2 separate regions of the Triticum aestivum genome follow, and region 1 is linked to region 2. The links are chromatin contacts, called in public Hi-C maps. All regions are on one chromosome and are shown on one strand. The core of a region is the stretch at or near the end of the contact, and the rest is flanking DNA. Distances in the headings are between cores, read along the strand shown. Region 1 holds the start of LOC123093399 (3-ketoacyl-CoA synthase 10). Region 2 holds the start of LOC123093394 (protein TIFY 11c).

Region 1 (5,664 bases), core at 509-3,008, 270 kb after region 2:
ATATCCCTGACAGAGTGTGTTGCCTTTGATTATCTTTTTTGTCAGGGAAAAATATCACCGGCCGGAAGTATAGTGCATGGAATTATTCATTCATCCACCGCCACCACCACTGGCTCTGGCTCTGTGTTGCTCCGAGAAAACATGCTCACATGGCGATCAGAGGGCCGGCTTAATGCGAGCACATGGGCCTAGTACGTGCACGGCCGGCCTCCCCCGGCACGAATTTATTTCCTGGATGGGTGCAACCATGAATGTTCTTACCGCACTGCACAACGCGGATCTGCCCATCCAACCGGCCACACCAGACGCGTATTGGGATGGCGCCATGGCAACGGCGGTACCGCGGTCGGTTCATCGCATCGCGTGAGACGTTCATACGGGTTGATTATGGGCCTCACGCCACCTCACCAGTTGAGGATCGTTCCATCATTTTCTCCATGGTTTCTTGTTGGAAGTTGGAAGTGGCTGCAGCCTCCTGCTGGAGTGCGGGGCACTTGCCGGAAAACGGCATTTGCAAATTGCAGCAATAGGAGGAGTGTCTGCGTCCGAAAATACCCAAACCGTTCGTGCTAATCCCTTTAATTTGGTGCCTCTTGATTGATTGGATCGTAGGCCGTGGACTGGTGGTCGAACTGACGGTGACAGGATTTCTTTTCTTTTGAGTGCGTGATGGCGAAATGCGGGCACAGATCGTGGTCATGGGTTTATGAGAAAGGGAGAGGATCGAGTTTTCTAGTTATGTTTCCAAGTCCAGCTCCCAACGGCGCACACACACATATACGCATGCACTATACTGGTATATGATCAATCAAATTATTAAATGGATTTTGGTAGCGAGAAAGTAGTTAGCCGTTGCTGACCAAGTTCAGGGTTTCGTCAAAAACTGTTGCTTTTGGTTTGGAAAATTGTACGCAGGCCTTGACCATTTCAAAATTTGTGAATAATCGATTGGGCATGCATGGGAATGCATTTTCGTGGACGTACGGGGACTAGTGAAGATGCATGGGTTGGCGCCAGAAGGCTAGACCTGGTTCGCTGACAATGGTGCTGCATGCATGCATGCATGTAGGCTGCTACACCTAATAAAGAGGCCGTCCATGAAATGAAATGGATCTGATCTGCTGATCCGGCCGGCCTCTTCATTCTGCCATCACGCTTCACGCAATCAATAACGTCCGGCTACAGCTATAGCCCGCTGCGCAAATGCCAGATCCAATCCACTTCATCTTCATCCCAGTACTCCTCAAATCAAAACATATAAAAAAAAACAGATCACCCCATAAACACTAAAATTAAAATTAATACAGTTCCCTATAATAAAACGCATATATATTCTGTTATTTCAACGGCCAAAAACTCTTTAATCGCACACAGGCAGGCAGACTCCAAATGCAAAACGCATGCAGCTGAAGCGTGCCACACACAGGAAAGCAATCACCTTGCACATTTTTCTCTCCCGAGCCGTTGCCCTTGCACATGCTGTCTCAAAAGCTACTTGGCTTCGTGCTCCGGGACAGCATGTCAGCCTCACAGCAAGAGGGAGATCATGTATGTGTGTCCATGACCACTTGACCATGCATGCATGAACAGTCTGAACACCGAACACCATGCCCCCAAGCAAGTGAGCTTCTCTTCCCTCTCTGGCCTGGCTTGGCTTGTGCTCCCTAATGGCATTAACTGCCACCCAACAACCCGCCCACCCACCATCTCCTCCCCAACCCCAACCCCAGCAGCAACGCCACCATCCCTAGCTATATCTAAACACTGAGCACTCCACTCCCTCTCACCCTCATCACCACTGCCCACCACCAGTCCCGCCCGCCCCCAGCTGCCCACAGGCGCCATGGCGCGGGAGGAGCTGTCGACGGAGATCGTGAACCGCGGCGTGGAGCCGTCGGGCCCGGACGCTGGCTCGCCGACCTTCTCGGTGCGCGTGCGCCGCCGGCTGCCGGACTTCCTGCAGTCGGTGAACCTCAAGTACGTGCGGCTCGGGTACCACTACCTGCTCAGCCACGGCGTGTACCTGGCCACCATCCCGGTCATCGTGCTGGTGTGCGGCGCCGAGGTGGGCAGCCTCAGCCGCGACGAGCTGTGGCGCAAGGTGTGGGACGAGGCCACCTACGACCTCGCCACCGTGCTCGCCTTCCTCGCCGTCCTCGCCTTCACCATCTCCGTCTACATCATGTCCCGCCCCAGGCCCATCTACCTCATCGACTTCGCCACTTACAAGCCCGCCGACGAACTCAAGGTAGTAAGCTCATCCATCTCCTCATGCTTTAGTTTGGTAAACATGCTTACTGCTTAGCTAATTACAGAGTAGATCACTGCATCTATTTGCATGCGAGCATATGTTATACCCATAGTAGTAGTAGTAGTACATGCTAAATGCCGATCCGGGTCGTGTAGGAACATGAATCACAAGTGAATTTATTGGTAGGATTTCTTTTTGCTAATTAACTTCAAACACGAAACCTTGATGGCATTTTAGATGTAGAAAAGTATGGAAAAAGTTAGACCAGAGAAATGTTTGGGAGTATTATCAGTTTCTTGGGCGGAAGATCCATCTCTCGAGGTCGACATGTATAATCGCACAAGTCACGTTTGGCACACACGAATTTTGCGTGAGACGTATAGATGGATGGAACCCTATGGAATTCCCTCGCGTGCTAATCTAGCTATCTTGTGAACAGGACCTCCTCACTAGATAACATGAATGCGAAAAACATGTCCCAAAGTACTTCAGTTAGCCCTTTCTTTTCTTCTGTCGTAGAAATATTTGCTCTTCATCTGAGAAATAATGCAAAACGCTATGCAGCCGTGATAATCAAACCGAGTAAAATGTTTGCGGGTAAAAATATTTTAGTAATTCATGGTTCAAAAGATGATTAGCACGGCCGGTAGACGGTGCTAACAAGGCTCACAAAAGATGCAAACAAGAAACAAGTCCGAGCCGGATTAGGCAGAGCTTCATCTAAAAGTTGAATGCAATTAAACCGTGAGGCCCTAAAGTTAATTTTCATAAGCTGTCATTCGAAATCAGGTAGTACAGAAAAGTTTTTGGCATTTTGGGTGAAATAGACAACCAACAAAGTACACACGTAGCTAGCTGGTTGAATATACGAAAATGCCGTTTGGAGGCCGAGCACCCTGGAGGCCGTAATCTCGAGCGTCTGTCATCATAGCGATCAGCTGCAGGCTCTCATTAATTTCACGTATTCCAGCTCATAGGCATCCACTACACACTGTATTCTTTATTTACGTACAGTGTCAGCCCATGTATAGTCGATGGTCCGCTGTCCGGCTGCTCAGACATGCTATCGATTCACCCATCACGTCCAGCCAGTGCGCGCACTATAAGAACATGGGCTGGCATGCGCTCTCATGTTCCCATTCAGATCCATCTGTTTCAGAATGTTGAGGCTCACGATCAGGCCGTTTGGAGGCCATCTGCTTGTACCAGCGAAGAACAGCACAGGCCATGCCCGTTGCAACACAGCAAAATCGCACAAGAACAGCACCGTAGCCATGGCGTCGTCGTCTTCCTCAGCTCGTTCGAGACATAGGTGGCAACAAGAACTAATCACGAAATAAGATGATTTTTCGCAATGCGAAACACTACAAGTGCCATCCCCAGGGGCTCGCTACCCATACATTTAACAAACATCAAAAGAATGAGACACGTGAGCAGGCTTCTTCTGAATTTCACACGAAGACAGCTACAGAAAATATATAGCAAACATCAGGTGACAGGTTTAGAAAGAAGAACAAGGCAAGTCACCTCCTGGTCCAACAAGATCCCTTTGACTTTGACACGACCACGCCGTCCTCCTCTCCATCCTCTGATGCCGTATCACCGCTAATATTTCCAGTGCCTAGCTCACATGAATCAGCCACCCTTTGTACGAGCCGCAATCCCTCTCGGTGACGAATATTTGTTCCGTCTGCTCAACTGCTTCGTATTCCAGGGGTACCCATCCCTACGCACTGGCTTGGAAGAAATCAAGCCATCTTGGACACCAGCAGTTCCGCTGGTCTCATCATCAATCGAGGGCGCGTCGCCAACTCCATCTCTCAAGACAACCTCGACATCCAAAGGAGGAGCGAACCTGCCTAGAGAAACAACGTCGAGCCAGATCTGATTTTAGATGAAGAAATACGGAAAGCGACAATCCAAACCACTTACAGACCAACTAGGGACATCCCCATACCGAAAATAGGCGAAAATCCAGAGTTAAACGGAACATTACCCTGCATCTGATTTCTCGTAGAAGAACTCCATGCCATCCATGGCGAAAGCGCGGAGCGCCTCTGCTCCAATATGCTCCATCCTGCGCACTGCCTGGCCTCATAATGGTCATCAAGCGAGCCCACAAGATACATTTACTCTCAATCGACTGCAGTGGGCCAAATTCAAAGCCGCCCACCGAGAACATCATGTTCGAGCGAGGCACCGGTTAAACGTAGGCCCATGTACAAACCGTAAACACGACAGAGACGGCACCGGTGTATTTCTTCTTACTATCGATCGTATATAGCTCTAAAGGCTGACTACACGCATCCAGATGTTAGAAACGGTCGACCGAGATTACGGCCTCCAGGGTGCTCGGCCTCCAAAATGCCTCTCTCTCTCTTCCAACTTTTCTGTTGCACAACTACTCTTCCACCTATTGTTATACGGCTACATATACCAGAAGGAGAGTATAGCTAGTGGCTCGTTGAGATTTTTTTTAATTTTTTTTTTTGCGAAAGGCTCATTGAGAAATTTGGTATAGATATATGGCTCAAGCAAAACGAAATTACTCCCTACCTCCCCATACCCGTACCTGCCCCGGTCCCTCCTTTAATACGTTGCCAGTCCTGGCCAGCTGCCACCAATCAGAGTAGCCATCAATGTTGCATTAACTTTGTATATACAGAGTAGTTTAATGGGAGCAGTATAAACTGGTGAGTATCGGACCCGGCATTATCTGATTAGGCGTATCTGGGCCCGGCCCTTGTGAATGAATTAGTGAGTGGGGGCGTCCCGGAAGTTATGGCGATGGATGGATCGCCATCGAGCAGGTAGAGGGAGGTTTCGGCTGGGGTACGTACGTCGGCCGGTCGTCCAATACGGTTGGCAGCTCCCGCACACACGCACAATCAATGACCCGCCCACGAAACCAATCTTCTTCTGAAAATGAAAGATTTTTTTTTCTTTTTTTAGAAATTACAATGTGCGTCTTGTTCACGTTGTGATCTCGGCTCCGGCCGCTGGATGGATCGTTGGCGAGAAAATGCAGGTCTCCAAGGCGGAGTTCATCGACCTGGCGCGCAAGTCGGGCAAGTTCGACGAGGAGAGCCTGGCGTTCCAGGCGCGGCTTCTGGCCAAGTCCGGCATCGGGGACGAGTCCTACATGCCGCGCTGCGTCTTCCAGCCCGACGCCAACTGCGCCACCATGAAGGAGGGCCGCGCCGAGGCCTCCGCCGCCATGTTCGCCGCGCTCGACGAGCTCTTCGACAAGTGCCGCGTCCGCCCCAAGGACGTCGGCGTCCTCGTCGTCAACTGCAGCCTCTTCAACCCCACCCCGTCCCTCTCCGCCATGATCGTCAACCACTACAAGATGCGCGGCAACATCCTCAGCTACAACCTGGGGGGCATGGGCTGCAGCGCCGGGGTCATCTCCA
Region 2 (5,319 bases), core at 328-2,827:
TGGTAAGATTGAAAACCAAAGTAGCTTTGTCGTTCAATTACTTTTGCATAGTCAAGCAACGAAGCTATACCAATGGAAAAGAAAAGGAAGAAAAACCACCAGGGGAGAGGCCCGGTCCTGAGGGGGGGCAGGGGGGGCGGCCGCCCCGGGCCCCCGAAGTCCAGGGGCCCCTCCCCCAGGGTGTATGCAGGTAGCCTGTGGGCTTATGCTATGGGCCGTGGCCAGGCGTGGACGCCGGAAGATCTAGCGACGGCTTTGTATTCCTTTCTGCTTTTGCAATTCAATTCCTTCCTATTCCATCACGTAGCCATCCTCAAATCATGCGCCATACCTAATTCCAACCGGCATACACCGCCGCCGCCAGTTCACGAAAAATGAAGGAGGGGGAGAGATGCGGAGTAGCCGCCGTCCTGTTCGTGATAACAAACTTGCGTTCCTGCTCCTTTTCTCCTAATTTCGTTTCTATTTCTGATCGGCAGTACGTGGTCTCGCCGATTTCTATTCTGAGGCTTCCCAATCGTGCGAGTGTCTAGCCAGTATTCGTACGCGCTTTGCTCTCCTACCTTTGTGCGCTGGACAAGCACACGCACATCATCGCCGATCCGTGGAGCTCTGGAGCCAGATGCAAACGAGTACACATCGCTGAACGCCCGATCGCCGACAACGCCGACCCATCCGAGGTACTATATTATATTGCCGTTCTCTTTTCGCTACCCTCTATATGTAAATTACTAATTAAGTATTTTTTCCCTCATATACATGATGCATTGCTCGCATCCTTGAATCATCGACATCAACATCGGTGGAAATAATGTTAGTGTTCTTGAGCGTACAGTTAATTCATTGGGGGGCACATGCATAATCTACTAGTGTCGATGAACATCCAGTTTTGCCTTTTTCTCTATTATAAAGATTCTAAAATTCATTTTGACAGATGGTATAATGCTAAAAAAAGATTCTAAAATTCACTTGCCTGATGGTATAATGCTATGGAGATTTTTAAGAATGTCACTGAATTTAATTGTTATCCTAATGTCTCAGGTTTTTTAGAGAATTTCTCTGTTGTTTATTGCATCTTATTAACGGTGGCATCAGTTGAACGATGAAGCTTTTCAAAGTTAAAATTATCGAGGAACTATTTGAGGTCAAGAATGACTAATGAGAATTTAAATGGCTTGGCATGTATATGCACCAAGAAGAAATCATTGGAAGAGATTGACATGAACCACATCACAAGTGACTTTGCATGGAAAAATCATACAAGTTTTTAAGGTATTTAATTATTTCACTTGTATATTGTTTTGGATGCGTTTCATTGTTCATACGTAAATTTTTATATGTAAGTATATTCATTATTATTATATGTTATTTATACCGGGGCCCCGAAATATCAGGACCGGCCCTGGGGGAGAGTATAGGGCCCCCACCACCCGCGCATGCGCGACCGTGGCCTGGCAGAACCGCCCGCCAAACTCAACCCCGAAACCCCCCCGTTCCTCGCTCGACGCCACCACCGCCACGGGGGCGCGCACATGCAACAAATACACGCCGATGGACTGACCGATCGGCGAAAACCCACGGCGAAATTGGGCGAGACGTGCGGTGCCGGGAAACGGACGGGCCGCTGCCATCTATCCATCCATCCATCGCTTCTCGTCTCCCTCCCGGCGCCTTTCACATGCTGCTTTCCTCTCCTGCCCGCGAAACAGAAATTAGGCCTTGCCCAGCTGTACACGCCCACAAAAAGGAGAGAGCGGGCCAGGACTTAACCCCGCGAGTCACCCGCCTCCCGCCCGGACGGACACACACACGCACACACACATACCTCGTCGGACCTCGTCGGTTCCTTCCGCAGGAGATCGGCATGGGAGCTGAGCAGCAGCAGCAGCAGACCGCCGGGGGCAGCAGGTTCGCCGCGGCGTTTGGCCTGCTGCGCCAGTACATGAAGGACCAGCCTGGGGGCGGCGTGGTCACCGTGGGCCTCATGCCGGGCGGCGGCGACGGCGTCGAGGCGGTCGCGCCGGAGGAGAGGATCCGGACCATGGAGCTCTTCCCCCAGCAGGCCGGCATGGTCAGGGACTCGCGCGAAAGGTACGTGCGTGCGTGCGTGCAAAGTGCAAACTCCAACTTCGATCGTGCCTGCCTGCCAGTCATGCCGGGAGACCGGAGAACGTCAGACGTGTCGGGGGTTCTTGGAAAATACGCTCTCCTTTTTGATGCTTCCGCTCTTGTTAATTAATTAGGACGGGGCCGGAGAGGGCGCCGCTGACCATCTTCTACGCCGGGAGGACGGTGGTGTTCGACGACTTCCCCGCCGAGAAGGCCAAGGAGCTCATGCAGCTCGCCGGCTCCTTCGGCGCGCTGCCGGCCGCCTCCGACGCCGGCGCCGAGCCCGTCTGCCAGAACGCGCCGGGGCAGCCTTGCTTTGCAGGTACGGATCGCGCGACACTTTGTGGTAAGTATCAAAATTAAACTCCATACTGTCCGTGGAATCGGGGAGCTGACAGAAACCTGTGGCATGCGTCTGTTCAGACCTGCCGATCGCGAGGAAGGCGTCGCTCCATAGGTTCCTGGAGAAGAGGAAGAGCAGGCTGGCCGCGGCAGATCCGTACCCTGCGCCGGTGGCGGCGCCAGGGGCTGGGACGGCCGGCAAGCCTGTGCCGGAGGACGGCGGCGCGCCGTGGCTCGGCGTCAACTCCGCGCTCCAGCTCAACTGAAGGATTTGACGAGCCGGGGAGAGGAACAAATCACTGCCTTGCTGCTTCTCCACGTAGTAGTATATACAGTACTACTCTACTACTACGTGGATCCTTGATTGTTGCCGTTTTTATCTTACTACCACGCCCGTTAATTGGCTGCGTCAGGGTAATTAACTGCGTGGCGCCGGCTAAATATATATCCTGGGTTAAGTAGTATAAGTATGTTCTTCATCTGTTTGAGAATTCTTTGGTGTCGAATAAAAGAATTCTTTCATGCTGATGGGATGAATTTGTTACTGTATGCGAGTATTACTAATTACCTAGCTTAGCTTCCTAAGCTGTATTAAATGTAGCGATGACCCGCAATAATGCTATTTTTTACTGGTATTTTTTTATTACGTGTTAGTGTGAAATTTTAACATTTGTTTTTTAGATCGTTGGTTTGTGATATTTTAATGACAATATGTGAAAAGTGAGAGGGCCACATTTCGCTCATGTCTTGTGTCGCCTGTCCGAGTGACTTGGATGGCGGACCCTAACCTCCACACCATTGGGGCAAACCAGGAATGGTACAAGGTGTTGATCGGGCCTTTCCATCATTCCCTTCTTCTCCACCATTGGGGCAAACCAGAAATGGTACAAGGTGTTGATTGGGCCTTTCTTCTCGTGTAGGTCATGCTAGCGTAGCAACAACCCTTTAAATGGTTTGATTATTCAGCTAGAAATTGGATGTTTTTTATGTTAGAAATGCCATGTCCAATAGCCTATCCTAATTCCAAACGCTGATTGTGTTCAGATTGCTCAAATATCTTACCATACCCCTGGACTAAAAAACTATTTTGATCGAAAATTATCCTAACTACTTTCACCCTTAGTTTCGGTTTCCTCGAGGTTGTGGGCCCGAATTGGGTGGCGGTGGTGCCTTGATGTCACTCCCTCCTAGAAGGTGTCGTTTTAGTCCATTGTTCTCCGCTCCTCTCAGGGTTACGTGGTGGCGGGTGTTGTTTGGTGATGGCAGGGTGTGCTGCAGACCCGTGGAGAGTGTGCTCTTTTGACCGAGGGGCCATTATCCATGCACCGACTCACTTTGGGGAGGTTCAGCCTATCAGGACAGTGTCCCTCATATGTGCGGAAAGATCTGGTGAGGTGGTGTGTTCCAAACAGTCTGGTTTTGTTCATTCACACCCAGCGGCCCAGTCCCTTTGCAACATGTTGCTTCTCTTATCTGTTTTGTTACTTGCCTTTAGACCTGTATTCGCTATGTTTCTTGTATAGGCATGCTTCTTGTAGTTGCCATGGTCCGTATGTGTGTTTGTGACTGTACCAAGAAGCTGGGTTAACATTGCGCACCCGTGTTTTTTTTCTTTTGCGAGGGTATATTATATATTGTTATGCGGTCATTAATTCAACCTCGGGCCACCGACCTTTCTTCATACAAATATGCGAAAAGCCTAGAGTGTCTTCAAATTGAAAATTTCCTAAATTGCCGAATTACAAAACCATAACCTTACAAGTTACTCCCTCTACAAAGTAATATATATATACCAACTCATAAAGTAATTAGTGCTTCTTCCCGTACGTCATGTCATTTTGCAGAACCCCCTGCACATTCTTGAAATCAACCTGTGGTTCAAGTTTTAGTCACAGCGAATCGTTTTTCACATTTTACATAAATCCCCTTTGTCATTTATGTTAATTAACCCGTAGTCCATCTTTAGGTCGTAGTGAATCATCTTTTTGAATTTTTACATAAAACCCCCTGATATTTGCATTAATCAACCCACAACCTATTTAGAATAAATGTTTTTTAAATAATCATATCTTTTAAACCATAACTCCAATCTTAACTTGCTATATATGGATTTTGATTAGAAAAACGTGTAGTATATGAATATGATGATATTTTACATGTGAAATATTTTTAAAATATTATTTAGGGTGCATCCTTAATCAATGGCGTGTAATCCGTCTTTATTTCATATCGATGCCAATCCGTATTGTAAAAGAACATGCCACACACATTGTTGTGTGCTTGTTGGCAAGGAGCGAGCGAGGGAAATTATTACTCGTTTGGCATGTTATACTTGCACCAGGTTCTTTCTTTGCATATGTTCCATGATCTAAGACCCTACGTGCATAACTTGTCCTAGCAAAATCCAAGCTCGTACAATCGGATTACAAAAATTCCCTTTTATAGTTAATACACAAATATTTTTTGTGCGATGTACATACAATTATAAAATTCATGAACATAAGTATATGAAGGTTTATTCTAAAAATATCGAAACACTTCTTGTTATAGTCATGAACGCTACGTAGGATCTTAATTTGTGTTTCATCCGCTACATGTGACGGTGACACATATAAACTTTCTTAATACACTTAATTCATAGGCGCAACCTCCTCGGTGTCGAACAACACCTCCCAAATGCTGCCTGACTCTGGCCGTAGGTGCACGCTATCAATATGATGAGTCCGGATCAAAATTGAATCGAAATGAAAATAGCGGCGCATATAGAAAATGTTATACTCTCTCATTGCAACGCACGGACATGTTTACTACTCCCTCCGCCCTCTAATATAAGACGTTTTTTGACACTAGTGTAATGTCAAAAAAGTC

What was found. Hi-C and Micro-C count contacts between places; a contact is called where the count stands out from the background.
Region 1: a Hi-C map of leaf shows a contact between it and region 2, with 6 times the contacts expected there. The contact joins the promoter of LOC123093399 here to the promoter of LOC123093394 in region 2. A contact is called at or near these places in 2 of 5 Hi-C or Micro-C datasets (both in leaf).

Annotation. Positions count from the first base shown.
Region 1 is chr4B:581,879,613-581,885,276 of IWGSC CS RefSeq v2.1, forward strand. It overlaps LOC123093399 (3-ketoacyl-CoA synthase 10), which reads left to right and starts at 1,759. Exons shown (of 2, transcript XM_044515356.1): 1 at 1,759-2,248; 2 at 5,280-5,664. The coding sequence starts at 1,844.
Region 2 is chr4B:581,606,524-581,611,842 of IWGSC CS RefSeq v2.1, forward strand. LOC123093394 (protein TIFY 11c) reads left to right here and starts at 1,578. Exons shown (of 3, transcript XM_044515351.1): 1 at 1,578-2,091; 2 at 2,244-2,455; 3 at 2,533-3,097. The coding sequence starts at 1,679. The coding sequence ends at 2,717.